Regions from separate parts of the Bombyx mori genome. Here region 2 is linked to region 1. Evidence: chromatin contacts called from public Hi-C data. All regions are on one chromosome and are shown on one strand. Each heading gives the region's core, a stretch centred on a gene start, on an enhancer-like site or on the middle of the called end of the contact. The rest is flanking DNA. Distances are from core to core; before and after follow the strand shown. Region 1 holds the start of LOC101737208 (acid phosphatase type 7). Region 2 holds the start of LOC101737499 (ribosome-recycling factor, mitochondrial).

The links. Hi-C and Micro-C count contacts between places; a contact is called where the count stands out from the background.
Region 2: a contact with region 1 is called in a Hi-C map of midgut, with 3 times the contacts expected there. The contact joins the promoter of LOC101737499 here to the promoter of LOC101737208 in region 1. A contact is called at or near these places in 5 of 7 Hi-C or Micro-C datasets (midgut, posterior silk gland, an unstated tissue and 1 more).

Annotation. Positions count from the first base shown.
Region 1 is chr18:13,127,402-13,134,587 of ASM3026992v2, forward strand. LOC101737208 (acid phosphatase type 7) reads right to left here and starts at 2,661. Exons shown (of 10, transcript XM_062673758.1): 1 at 1,538-2,661. The coding sequence starts at 1,658. It overlaps LOC101740927, which reads right to left. Exons shown (of 5, transcript XM_004928397.5): 4 at 5,906-5,996; 5 at 2,795-5,655. The coding sequence ends at 3,067.
Region 2 is chr18:13,266,110-13,273,295 of ASM3026992v2, forward strand. It overlaps LOC101737499 (ribosome-recycling factor, mitochondrial), which reads right to left and starts at 2,426. Exons shown (of 1, transcript XM_004928306.5): 1 at 1,047-2,426. The coding sequence starts at 1,920. The coding sequence ends at 1,165.

The DNA of each region.
Region 1 (7,186 bases), core at 1,411-3,910:
TAAATAACAGTGTTTATCAGCAGTGGACATATATAAAACATATTATTACATGATATGTAAATGGAGGCTGCATGTTTATTGAAACAATTCTAATGATTTTATTTTGTATTTAGTTATGAATCATATAACTACATATACAATCATATGAATACAAACATACTTTTTTATGGACGAGCTCACGCAGACATTTACAACATTAACGCAGCCTTGCCTTGCCACTTACCATGATATAATAGTTCTGAGTTATCTGTTTTTACAGTACATTGGCTGCCCCACCCTTCAAACCGAAACGCATTACTGCTTCACGACAAAAATAGACAGTGGTGGTGGTACCTACCCGTGTGGACTCACAAGGCGTGATACCAACAGTAATTACGCAAATTCTAATTTTGCGGGTTTGATTTTTATTACACAATGTTATTCTTTCACCGTGGAAGTCAGTTGTGAACATTTGTTAAGTACGTACTTGCCTGAGGGATTCAAACACCGGTGCATCACAAGATACAAATGCACTGGATGTCTTATCCTTTAGACCACTATTACTTTTAAATATTAATGCATATCAATGACGTAAGTTAGCAATTAATAATTTCAAACTTCATGGTTAAACTACAAAAGGATTTACATAATCAATTAAACTCTTAATTTTATTGTATTGATGGGTATGAGTGAGGGTCTCTAAAGCCTATTAATACCACAATGGAATGCTACTCTGTGCTGATGCACATGATGGGTTTTAATTTCATTTAACTGCACACTTGAATATAAATATGGATAGCTATTTTAACTTACACTGTCCTACACTGCTTTATTGGAAAGTGGCAGTATCTCAACCTCCAATCAATACTGCCCCTATGGTTAGAGCTCCATGAGCTCACCTACCAGCTCAATGAATCTAGTATGACCCCTTAAGGTCACTAAAATATAAATAGAATAGAATACTTCAAATGCTTATTACCCAGAAGTTTATTTACCTAGAAGGTGAAGGTGTTTTTCCTTCATTTACATGTGGGTTTCCTTTTTGTTAGTTAGTTCGCAAAATAAGTGCTAACTTTATAAAAACTGTATCATTATGAAATAATGGTCAGGTGTAAGTGGCCAAATAAACAATTTTACTGTTTTAGACAAAAAACATCACTCTTTAGATGATTATTGAGTCAATTCGATTCTAAGACAAAGCCCGATCAGCCCATTTGCATAAAATTTTAAAACATCAACAAAATCATGCGTAGTTAATACTTTATTACTTTTGTCACATAATAATTGTAGTTTTACAGTTCACAATAATCCCTAACAATACATCATAATTGCTTAAGTATGAATCGCTTTTAGTAGAGAACGAATTCATATAGACATTAAATTTAATAATGAAAAAACAATATAATAATTTGGTTACGGCATCTTATTGTGATTGTACCGGCACCAGTAAACAATTTAAATGAGGTGAGTCAAGACCTCCACAACTTTTCGTTAACAGGTTTAAAAATAAATAGAACAAAAAGCAGAAAATTTCACAAAAAATCTTAATAGCCCTTACCTCCAAATGCTATATGAATCTGTTCCGGCTGACAATACGGACAGTCGTAGGTTACAGCGCCTTGATTCAGTATCGAAGCTAATGAAAAGCTGAATAACGTAAATAAGAAGAATAGTTCCATTTTGTTGGCTTAATTTTATTTAAAGTAAACTTTTATTACAGGAGCGATTATGTGTCCGTTACGCGTTACGCGTTTAGATTAAAAGTAATTGTTATGCACTGTTTATTTCAGATCTATTGCGATTCACCGAACGAACTGATAAGAGTAAAACTCCTCAATAAGTTTAAACAATCCTAGAGTTTTGCAGGATTACAAACAAAAACGTTTGTTTACCATTGCGAAAAGTAAGGGAACATATTCCATACAGCCAAGTTTATTGTGATAATAGTCAAAGCTGTTTGTCGTACGAAATGAAGTCGATTAGGGAAAAGTAATGAAGTATTTTTTTCACTAGAGACACAGAGAATTCACTAAGACTTCTTACTGCCGTTTAACTGATACTAATTGATTAGATAACCATATTTTCATTATTATTGATTGTTAGCGTACGTGCACAACATACACATACGGATATCCCAATACGTCCAATTAAAAGGTTAATTGAAAATGGAACTTTGAAGTGGTTTGCTTTTGACTTGATCGCACTTGGTATACAAATTGCAACTTCATTCGTTTTCCAAAATGAGTACTTTAACGGGCTCTACGTCCCCCCCAAACAGCTAGTGTCTTCAAGTCAGAAAGTTCAATCATACATTATTTATTTGATTTTTATGCATTTTATCGGTCTGCCCACCCCAGACCGCAATGGTGCCTAAAATTCTCGGCAATCTGATCACACATTGTCTATGATTTAAATACCACCGAAAACTCGCCCCACAGAACACTGCCCGGTCCGCAGCTAGCGATCACAGAAATATACATTTACAACGTAGGTGATATATTTTATTCCATTTGCATCGATTTTTTTTTCTAAGCGCTTCCTTATCACTATGTATAGGTACTTGTTTTACTAAAAGATAATATTTTGTGTACTCTGTAATATTTCTTGTTTTTTTTTTGGCACAGAAGGGAGGCAAACCTACCGTTCACCTAATTAATTGTGAGGGTTTAGAGACACCATCGCTCTTGCAAGTCGGCATTACCACTTACACAACAAAGTTGCTGCCGCTTGCTGCTGGGGTTAAGAAATCGTCGTGAGCACGACGACGAAGCAGATTTCCTTCATAGTAAAATTTTTGTATTCATTAAAAATAACATTAGAAAAAATAAATTTAATCACAGTAATAAAATTCCCCTTAAATCTACCCAAAACAACAGTTTATGGTATGGCATAGGAAAACAAAGAAGTTAATATTTACATTACCTAAATACATGCTGTGACATTAAAATTATTTATAAAATTCACTAATGTTGCTCACAATCTTATTACTAATATAAAAATAAATTTGTACTTCAGAAGTTCAAAAAGCAAAGCAAAACGTAACAGGAGAGCTAACGTACAATTCAAAAGGCACTTAGAGACGTTTCGTTAGAATAAGTTACTAGTTTCACCAATACTATGAGCACGTTTGTCTTTCGACCTTCCCAAACTTAATTCACCGTCACTTTTCAAAGGTAATATACCACCTGGCTGCAAATCTGAACTATATTTTGTAGAAACAGACGAAGAACTAGACTCAGAACTTATTGATCTATTCAGTGCACGTATTTTTTTTTTGAGGTTCATTTTTATTTCACCTACGCTACTCAATTCCGACGAGGAATTATCTGCATCAGCTGAACTAGAACTGACTAACGTTTTTCTGAACGTTTTCGACGTAACATCAGTTCCAGTTCTTTTAGTACAAGCGTCTAGATTAGACAGAACTTCTCGTGTTGTCTGAGGTAATCGAAGATTGAATCTTGGTGAGGATAGATTAATTGAAATTCCCAGTTCATCATTTTCTAAGTCAACGCTCGTTTCCCTATTGTTGACATCAAACAGTAAAGGACTAGTTTGTTTATCGACTGCCAATGACAAAGGAAATGGTGAGGTGGTCCTTGTTTTGGTTCTTCTGGGTGATGTCATCACACTTTTAACACGCGCAGGCGAAGTTTGTGTATTCTTCTGCGACGCTGCTATATTTTTTCTAATATTTTCATTTCTATCTTTTGAAGTAGAAGGTTTTGTAATTTTTTCTTCTAATATATCACCGTATTCTTCAATTATGAATTTCTTTATAAAGTCTTTTTCTAATTCCAGCATTTTCTCAACTTCCTTTCTGGGGTCGATTGACATCCATAGATCGTTACGTATAGGTTGAAGGTTTTGTCTCTCATTTGTAGGTGATGTTTGAGTTTCTTTTGGAATTATTTTATTTGATGAATCACTTTGGGTGCCGGTGTCCTGTGTATCTACGTTATGAACAAATTCGAACACATCAACTGAGTCTTTGAATGACAAGTTCGACGCTTTTATGTACGTTCTATTTTGTATTTTGGACGTACTAGGCTTATTGTGATCAGAAATATTGTCTTCGTTATTTGGTTGGTAGTTATTTGAATTCAACTTGTTACCAGAGGTGTCTTTGGCTTCAAGGTGTTCAATATTGTTATAGCTTTCTTCTAAAATTTGTTCCTTTTGGTCTGTATCATCTTCAAAGTCGTCGATATAACTGTCACTCTTATAGCTCACACTATCTTCATTAACAGTTTTAGGTTTGACTCCATTATCTTCATCTTTCTGTATAGTTTTTGATAACGTCTCACTGATTGTCCTTTCAATATCGACAACTTCTTGCATTAAATTTTCATCTGAAGTTGTGAATGTTCTCGAAATAATTTCTTGTTTATTTTTCCTTGGACTATTGTCCCGACTGCTTAAAATTCTGTCTATAATAGGACTTAACGGTACATTCTTATTTGAAATATCACCTATTTCCTTTTCTATATCACTCACTCGAACTCCTCCTAGCGTTAATCGTGAGTAAGGTATATATTCTGTGTTGTTTAGGATAGGTTTTGTTACATTTTTCTTATCAGGCGATGCCTTTTTCTTATTAATTTTATATTTAGACGAAGGTTTGTCGTTTTTGAAAACGTGTCCCCCGTAAACCCTGTTTAGTTTTCTTTTCCATTCTTCAAGATCCGCATAACAACGTTTCTCCGAATCTCTTTTTACTGTTTTCTTGTGAGTTTGAATTACTCGATTTGTACTTTTAGGTGAAATATTAATTGGATGTTTCCTTAATTTAGTTTTGACTTCTAAATTCAAATTATTCGATGACTCACTGCTTTCGCAAGTTGACATTTTAGATACTTTTCTTATTAAGGGCTTAGGTTGGGTAGAATGTGATTGTTCAATAGGCTGCTTATTTAAATCTATATGTTTTACTAAAATTACAGTTGAGTTGCCCTTGTTAGTAGGGACTGGAAAAGTTTCGTTATTCTCAGGTAAAATACTTAAATTGAAAACTTTTTCCAGTTTTAGCTCGCTTCTTATATTAATGTTTGGCATTTTTTGTAACTGTAAATTCTTTTGGATGTTACTAGTTGGTTCTTCATGTTTGTAGCAGAATTCGTTGTAGGCTACTGATAGCGGTTCCTTAATAATTTTACCATTGTTCAGTTTTTTGTTGTATGTTTTATCACTAATTTGTATTAATTTAGTTTTTGAAAAACCCATGTTTCGGTTAATTCGCTTTTGTTTGATTTCAGGAATTGTATTAACTTGAACAGAAGTCGATACTTTAGGTTTCACGTTATGTTTCTTTTTAGTATCAGCGTTAGTCGTACCAGTACTTGGCCCAATAACATTTTTTATCTGTCTAGCCCCAGATCCGTCACGATTTTTGTCAACCAGTTTATGTCCATAGAATTTTGCATTTACCAATTCTTCAATATGAACTTTTTCATTGAATTCCTCGTCCAGCGGAATAGGCGAGGATTTTATTTGAATGCTAGGTTCTTGAAATTTCGATAGCTCCCCTGACAAAATCTTTAGATCGTTTGTAGTCGATTGCAGCATATCATGCAATTTCCTCAACATAATCTCGTCTTCAGGCTTAAGCGCTGGCTCGGAGGTCCATAAATCATCGTCGTTTGTATTTTCCCGTTCCAACTTTTTGCTGCTTTCAACCTGCGATATAAGTAATATTTAATATTAGAAATGTATTTATTTTAAATTCAGATTTAAAATCGATTGTACCTCCTTATTACATTGTAAATAGGGCAAACCTTTTCATAGAAATCAATATATGAGCTGCTAATTATGATAAAATTATCTACTAGTGGTTACCTATTAATATTTACTAGGAGATAGCTTGACAGTATAAGGTGTTGGCTTTTGAAGGAGGAAATGATGAGTACCAGAGACTCCCTTTACTTACCAAATATCGATCGACCGGGTACCTGGAGCGCGGCATCACCTGTTTGCAAGGCACAGTGGCTCCGGCATCCTCTCGGCTGTTCCGCTCCGATCTGTCGACAAACCAAAACTCAATTTGCAGAGCTGAATAGTTTATTCCTAAATGGGAAAACCTGGTTTGGCATTGAGTAAGTAAGATAAGTGGGTTTTGAATGATATATCAAAGTGTTAGAAAGGAGAGTGATCTTAATGGTAACGATAAATCAATGTTTCACAAAGAAATGAGGATGAGAAACGTAATGCAAGGGAATTATGTAGAAAATAATTGTAATGAAAGTATCTTCTATCAATCTGAAGTTTATAAGATGAGGTTGTAAGACTACGTCGCAGACGTTGTAAGGGATGAACGAACCTGTCGCGTGCGACGAAGAGCTCGACGAGTAAATTAACCCATAGACACAGCCCACTGAGTTTCTCGCCGGATCTTCTTAGTGGGTCGCGTTTCCGATCCGGTGGTAGATTCTGCGAAGCACTGCTCTTGCTAGGGCCAGTGTTAGCAACACTCCCGATTTGAGCCCCGTGAGCTCACTTACTCGCCCGGTTACGCTAACATAGCCTCTCAAGGCTATCAGCTTAGGTAGGAAAAAAAAGACAGCCCACTGGTGTCACAACCTAAATACCATCTAGGGGACCTGTTGAATCGTTATTCATGATTGCTTTGCGACAGATGTAAAAAGGATGGTGATATCGGACTATCACGCACCAGCAGTCTAAGAGTGGCCTGAGACGGCCTATAGGACGTGGCCTATTTTGACTGTCCAAGAATTTTATTAATTTTTTTATAATATAAACAGACTAACTCACAGTCTATCTGATGTTAACTGTACCAGAACCGTTAATACACAGCAACGTGATTAATACCAAATGTGACATTGGGCAGAGATTTCTTCTGCTTTGGATATTCTTCCTTCACGACGAACATACCTGATGATGAGGGGTTACCATCGCTCATGGACAATGCCAGAGGCACAGCCAACGCGCTGCCTACCATTGATTACTCTCCATAAACCTTTTGTTGAAGAAAGACAACTACTTGTTATAAAAGCGTGTCTTTGTATCTTTTACACTAAATTTAATTCTTTATTTTTAGTTATACTAGAAGAATCGGTATATTGATTATACACACAATTACGAACTAGCTCTGTCGTTGCTTTTTTCTTAAACAGCTACGCAGTTGTATGTATGGTAATAAGTAGTCCAATCCACTTCTATGATTCAAGCATTTTATCAAATCGGGGTATTT
Region 2 (7,186 bases), core at 1,176-3,675, 140 kb after region 1:
AGACGCGCGGCTCACCCCGAGGATGCCCAGCCGAATGAGATTTCGAGGCGAAACGAAGGTTCTGAAACGTCGGCCGTCTCGAGCACGGCAGCTCGTCAGGCCACCTAGACGGTGCCGCTGGACCAGCCTGCCGGATCGGAACGCGATACACCGCCAACCGATTGCTCTTTTATCAGGATGTTGATATTTTTCCTCAGCAGCGCGCTAGTGCTGTAGTGCGCCGCGCAGCCTCAACCCCCTCAGGTCGCCCCATGACCTTTACTGGGGGGAAGGCGGAAAAAAATTTTTTTTAACAAACTTGGATCATTGCTTTTTTTTAAACAAAGCAATTAAATTTTGTTCAAAATAGACTAAAAATAGACTACTTAAAATGGCAGTTACTATAGTGTGGCATTCACATTGTGGTTCCTAAGCTCATTGTTAGTGCCACATCTTAGTTACTACCTGTAAGATATAGATCAAGAAGTAGCAAAAGACTACTACATCTATGTTGTTTTCATCCTTGCATCATTGAGCATCAGGATAAACTCTGATTTTAGATTCAAGTTCTATGTTTAAATACAAAAAAAAACTTTAATTGCTGATTTATATTCAAAATTCATATTTATGTGGATTTCTAATTGTTTACATTTTCTTCAACACTTCATTAATTTCTTCTACACCTTAAACACAAAATGGATCAATCTATGTCAATAGATGAAAATATTAAAAAATAAAAATTAAATAACTGGGAACAGATCACACAAGGTTATCTGGTCCCAAAAATAGGATTATCTGTGTTATGGGTATCAGACACATATTTATATTTAAATATATACATAAGACTAAGAGCAAACACACATGTTCGTTACACAAATGTTTGCCCGATGTGGGAATCAACCCAAAACCCATGGCTCAACAGTCAAGGGCTTGAATATTGCATCACTGGGTAATAAATTGAAATGTAAAATTAAACTAAAATTTGCAGAATAATTGGAACAAAAATTACACTTCATATTCCCTTAACATAGTTATGGATAGATACAAAAAAGGCTTTCAAAATAAAATTTGTTATTTCAAACTATCTATTGGTGTTTATTGAAAAGATGCATGGCATATTTTCTTAAATATATATTATGCATATTATTCTATTCATTAACAACACAAAGTTATTTCCACAAACACCTACTTCCCAACTAATTCAACACATTTGGCATCATAAATACTTCTCGCTTCTAATAGATATTTTTCACACAAGGCATTTATTTGTTTCGTTCCGTTAAATATTAAATCTTCAGATACACCAGTCTGTTTCTTCATTTTCTTTATGTTTTCATTTTGTATGTCTTTGAGTGCATCCCTACACTTTATGTACAACACCTTAGCATTCTTAGCCAATGCTTCCCTGTGCTCCTTTGTGACTTTAGGCACAGGCACAAACAGTGTAGTTCCATCTTGTTGTGGATTTAAATTTAGACCAGAACTACTGATGGCTTTCAAGGCCTCCGGTATGACTTGGGGAAAAGAAGAGAAGTTTATTACTATCGTTTTAGGATTCTTTCTTACAATCTGAGCTAGTTCTTGTAGTTCATATTCTTTGCCCTCGAATTTTACTGGTATTGTGTCTATCGAGCCAGTGGTTGATCTTATAGACAAATGTTTAGCAAAATCCGCCTTCATGTTTTCAATAGCGGCACTGCAGCGGTCTTTCATCTTGTCTACTGGTATAAGTTCGGAGAGAACTGCCATATTAATTTCAACTTTAGTGCCTTTACCTTTTTTTTCCTTTCCTTTGTCTTTACTTTTTGCATAATTCCTAACGTACGTTGTGTTTAAATTATGGGCACAAACTATTTTTTCACATAACCTTAGTTGCCGTCTGGGTGTAACATTATTTATAAATGTTGACACAATTAGTCTTTGCAGTATTCTAGTACCCATTCTACAAATTACATTAACAATAATGTTACGTTTATACTGAAATATATTTTGTGCAAGATGCTTAACCACTTAGGTAAACTTATTGAAAATTTTTTTAAAAAGGATTTTATGACCTGGTAACTGAGACCTTTAAGTCATGTCTTATTTTAATTTATATTCATATTTTTATGAAAAATGATATTATGGAGTGAAATGAAATGAAGACAATTAATTTGAGACATTAACCAACTGGGATGAAATTAAATGAAATGAGATGATATGGGATGAAATATAATCTCAGTAAAATCGTGGTCATTTACTAAGATTTTTTCAGTGGACTTTTTGGAGGATCCCGAGAAGTTACGTCCAGCGGCTTTGTTTCATTTTTCCAGATTTGTGCACTTTCACAGATATTAAACAGTTAATAAACCACCATTATTACACATTTGAACCCGAAGAAACACTAAATAGACAAAATAAAAGAAATCACACAACTTCACTCCTCGCGTTCGCGCGTTCCCGCCAAAAAGTCTATTGAGAATAACCATAGAGTTACTATTCTAACTGGAGTGCTTACTTCGTTTGACATAAAAACTAAAAATATACTTTATCTCTATGGTTTAAAGTTTATTTTTAAATAGCAAAAGATGTAAGGAAAAACGGTCTGAAAAGAGAATGATTATTAAGTGGTGGTGTCCCTCTCGCACATTTTACAAACAAAAAGCAGTGTTGCTAGCTTAGAGGATTTTCCATAAAATCTAGGAATTTGGACCCCCGTCTTAGTTATCAAAAATGGCTTTTAGTGGTTAGTGGATTTTTTAGTAGCTTGGGTGTTGTTGAAAATTCTCGAAAAGGTTAAAATCAATCCACTTTACAGGATTTTAAATGTTTTATGACAATAATATATCTAAATACATATTATTTAAACGATGTGACTTAAACTTAACTAGAAAATGTTGCGAGAATTTAGAATTTCCATCAACGTCAAAAATTAAATTGGTTCAAAATAAACGTACTAAGTTATGGTGAAATTAGTTTCTGATGATGACAATTTATTAAAATAAATTATATAAGAAGTATTGATTATATGATATATATTGATTTTTAATAGAACATCATATATTAATAAAGCTTATTAACAAAAAAAATATTGTTCTATATTAATAAGAACTCTGTTTAATGGAAAATTTAATGGTAGGTACGTAGATTTCTGATGGTTTTCATGTTGAATTTGGTGGGAAGCCAGATTAATTGTTGGCATCACCGAAAAAGAGCTATGAATGGATTAAAAGAAAAATGGCGTCTATTTACGTTTGTAGTGCGAAGTTAAAATGGCACTGATACAGCTTGTGGCTTGTTTTTTTTCGAAAATCGTGAAAGTTTCCGTGTAATCATGGTGAACAATTTTAATGTAAGTGGTTTTAAGCGAGAATCCTCTCCAGTTTGTGGAATATCCTTCCATATGTCAGATTCATTGATAAATTTTTACTAGTGTGAGCATATATTTTTAAAATGTGAGATATTTTTTCTCATTATAATATTTAATACCATTTGTCTTGTAAATTGTACTTAATCTATGTCATATACTAAATTTGAAAAAACAATCGTGAAAACTACAATTTTGCAATGTATTTTTCATATTATAAGAGCCATCACGTGGTATTTTTTGAACTTTTTTTATTGTATTGAATAGCGTCGCACGCAAGCATGTATATCATTTGCCTGACGTTAAGCGAACGAGTAGGATCTTCTAGTAAATATGACGTTGGAATTTCTGGAAAATGTCCTATATAAAGGTCAAACAAGAAGAATCAAGTACTCAAACGCAAGAAATAAAAAATACCCCGAGAAAAGCAAAATTACGACAAGATGTTAAGGTATTGAAACAAAAACTTAACAGTCGCGAAATAGTGATTGTAAATATAAAGTCGATTTTAGATTTATTAAAGAAAAATGGCGATTTTTAATTGAATTGAAATTTAAATTGCGAAATTTTAATGATACTCATGGCCCACTTAGATATTGATTAAAATAAATTATGTATTTCGTTGAAAAAAAAGAATTTACTTAAAATAGAGGAAAAGTTATATTATAAGACTACAGAAAATTAACTGAACTTAATAATAATAATATGTATAACCAATATTTTGTAAATAGAGATCAAGTACTATGTGTATCGTGTTATGTGTATTGACTTGTCATTTAAGAGTTATTTAATTGTCTACATATAACAAATAAATGAATTTCATTTCATTTCATTTTATTACCCATTGTGTTTTATCTCCTAAAATGTAACTAGTAGACTTAATATACACGTGTCATGAAAATAGCACAGAAGTAAAAATACAAGCAATTTTAAATCAATTGAAGATGTGAATGTAGGAAAAGAGCACCCGATACGCGCAGACCATGTGTGTTGCAGTGTCTCACTCAGTGTGTCAAATATTAATTTGCACGGCCCACTTAGCCAGTACATTAAAGTAGGAATTGCGTAATTAAGTTCAACATAATATATTATTTAAGTCGCGGTTGAGTATTCGGACGTTAAACATGAGTTTGAGGAAGTTTAAGTAATAGAACTGAGGTAATGATGTTTGTAATAAAACTCAGTGCTAGATTTTCGACAACGCAGCAATTTCCAAAAAAAACCGTCGAAAAAAAGTCACCATGACGACGAAGCAATGTTTAGAATTGAATTTACATAAATAAAAGGTTGCAAGCACGTGTTTTGTATTTACATAGGGTTACACAGAATTACTTAAGGTAAATTCAAAACTGATGCATGTGTATAATTTTGTCCTATAATTAAATTATATATGGTCACCACATTAGACAAGGACACCGCGACCAAAAAGTATTCTCTTTCGAGACCGATTTCTCGGCATTAGACAGCACTCCAGTTGTAGGTACTTATTAACTCCATGAGAATAACTCTTAAAGATTTGTGTAGATTAGTGTCATAGAGTTACTATTCTAACTGGAGTGCTTACTTCGTTTGACATAAAAACTAAAAATATACTTTATCTCTATGGCTTAAAGTTTATTTTTAAATAGCAAAAGATGTAAGGAAAAACGGTCTGAAAAGAGAATGATTATTAAGTGGTGGTGTCCCTCTCGCACATTTTACAAACAAAAAGCAGTGTTGCTAGCTTAGAGGATTTTCCATAAAATCTCGGAATTTGGACCCCCGTCTTAGTTATCAAAAATGGCTTTTAGTGGTTAGTGGATTTTTTAGTAGCTTGGGCGTTGTTGAAAATTATTGAAAAGGTTAAAATCAATCCACTTTACAGGATTTTAAACATTTTATGACAATAATATATCTAAATACATATTATTTAAACGATGTGACTTAAACTTAACTAGAAAATGTTGCGACAATTTAGAATTTCCATCAACGTCAAAAATTAAATTGGTTCAAAATAAACGTACAAAGTTATGGTGAAATTAGTTTCTGATGATGACAATTTATTAAAATAAATTATATAAGAAGTATTGATTATATGATATATATTGATTTTTAATAGAACATCATATATTAATAAAGCTCATTAACAAAAAAAATATTGTTCTATAAAATAATAAGAACTCTGTCTAATGGAAAATTTAATGGTAGGTACGTAGATTTCTGATGGTTTTCATGTTGAATTTGGTGGGAAGCCAGTTTAATTGTTGGCATCACCGAAAAAGAGCTATGAATGGATTAAAAGAAAAATGGCGTCTATTTACGTTTGTAGTGCGAAGTTAAAATGGCACTGATACAGCTTGTGGCTTGTTTTTTTTTCGAAAATCGTGAAAGTTTCCGTGTAATCATGGTGAGCACTTTTAATGTAAGTGGTTTTAAGCGAGAATCCTCTCCAGTTTGTGGAATATCCTTCCATATGTCAGATTCATTGATAAATTTTTACTAGTGTGAGCATATATTTTTAAAATGTGAGATATTTTTTCTCATTATAATATTTAATACCATTTGTCTTGTAAATTGTACTTAATCTATGTCATATACTAAATTTTAAAAAACAATCGTGAAAACTATAATTTTGCAATGTATTTTTCATATTATAAGAGCCATCACGTGGTATTTCTTGAACTTTTTTTATTGTATTGAATAGCGTCGCACGCAAGCATGTATATCATTTGCCTGACGTTACGCGAACGAGGAGGATCTTCTAGTAAATATGACGTTGGAATTTCTGGAAAATGTCCTTTAAAAAGGTCAAACAAGAAGAGTCAAGTACTCAAACGCAAGAAATAAAAAATACCCCGAGAGAAGCAAAATTACGACAAGATGTTAAGGTATTAAAACAAAAACTTAAAAGTCGCGAAATAGTGATTGTAAATATAAAGTCGATTTTAAATTTATTAAAGAAAAATGGCGATTTTTAATTGAATTGAAATTTAAATTGCGAAATTTTAATGATACTCATGGTCCACTTAGATATTGATTAAAATAAATTATGTATTTCGTTGAAAAAAAAGAATTTACTTAAAATAGAGGAAATGTTATAAATGTTATAAGATTACAGAAAATTTACTGAACTTAATAACAATAATATAACCAATATTTTGTAAATAGAGATCAAGTACTATGTGTATTGTGTTATGTGTATTGACTTGTCATTTAAGAGTTATTTAATTGTCTACATATAACAAATAAATGAATTTCAGTTCATTTCATTTTATTACCCATTGTGTTTTATTTCCTAAAATGTAACTAGTAGACTTAATATACACGTGTCATGAAAATAGCACAGAAGTAAAATACAAGTAATTTTAAATCAATTGAAGATGTGAATGTAGGAAAAGAGCACCCGATACGCGCAGACCATGTGTGTTGCAGTGTCTCAATCAATGTGTCAAATATTAATTTGCACGGCCCACTTAGCCAGTACACTAATGTAGGAATTGCGTAATTAAGTTCAACATAATATTTAAGTCGCGGTTGAGTATTCGGACGTTAAACATGAGTTTGAGGAAGTTTAAGTAATAGAACTGAGGTAATGATGTTTGTAATAAAACTCAGTGCTAGATTTTCGACAACGCAGCAACTTCCAAAAAAAACCGTCGAAAAAAGGCACCATGACGACGAAGCAATGTTTAGAATTGAATTTACATAAATAAAACGTTGCAAGCACGTGTTTTATATTTACATAGGGTTACACAGAATTACTTAAGGTAAATTCAAAACTGATGCATGTGTATAATTTTGTCCTATAAATAAATTTTATATGGTCACCACATTAGACAAGGACACCGCGACCAAAAAGTATTCTCTTTCGAGACCGATTTC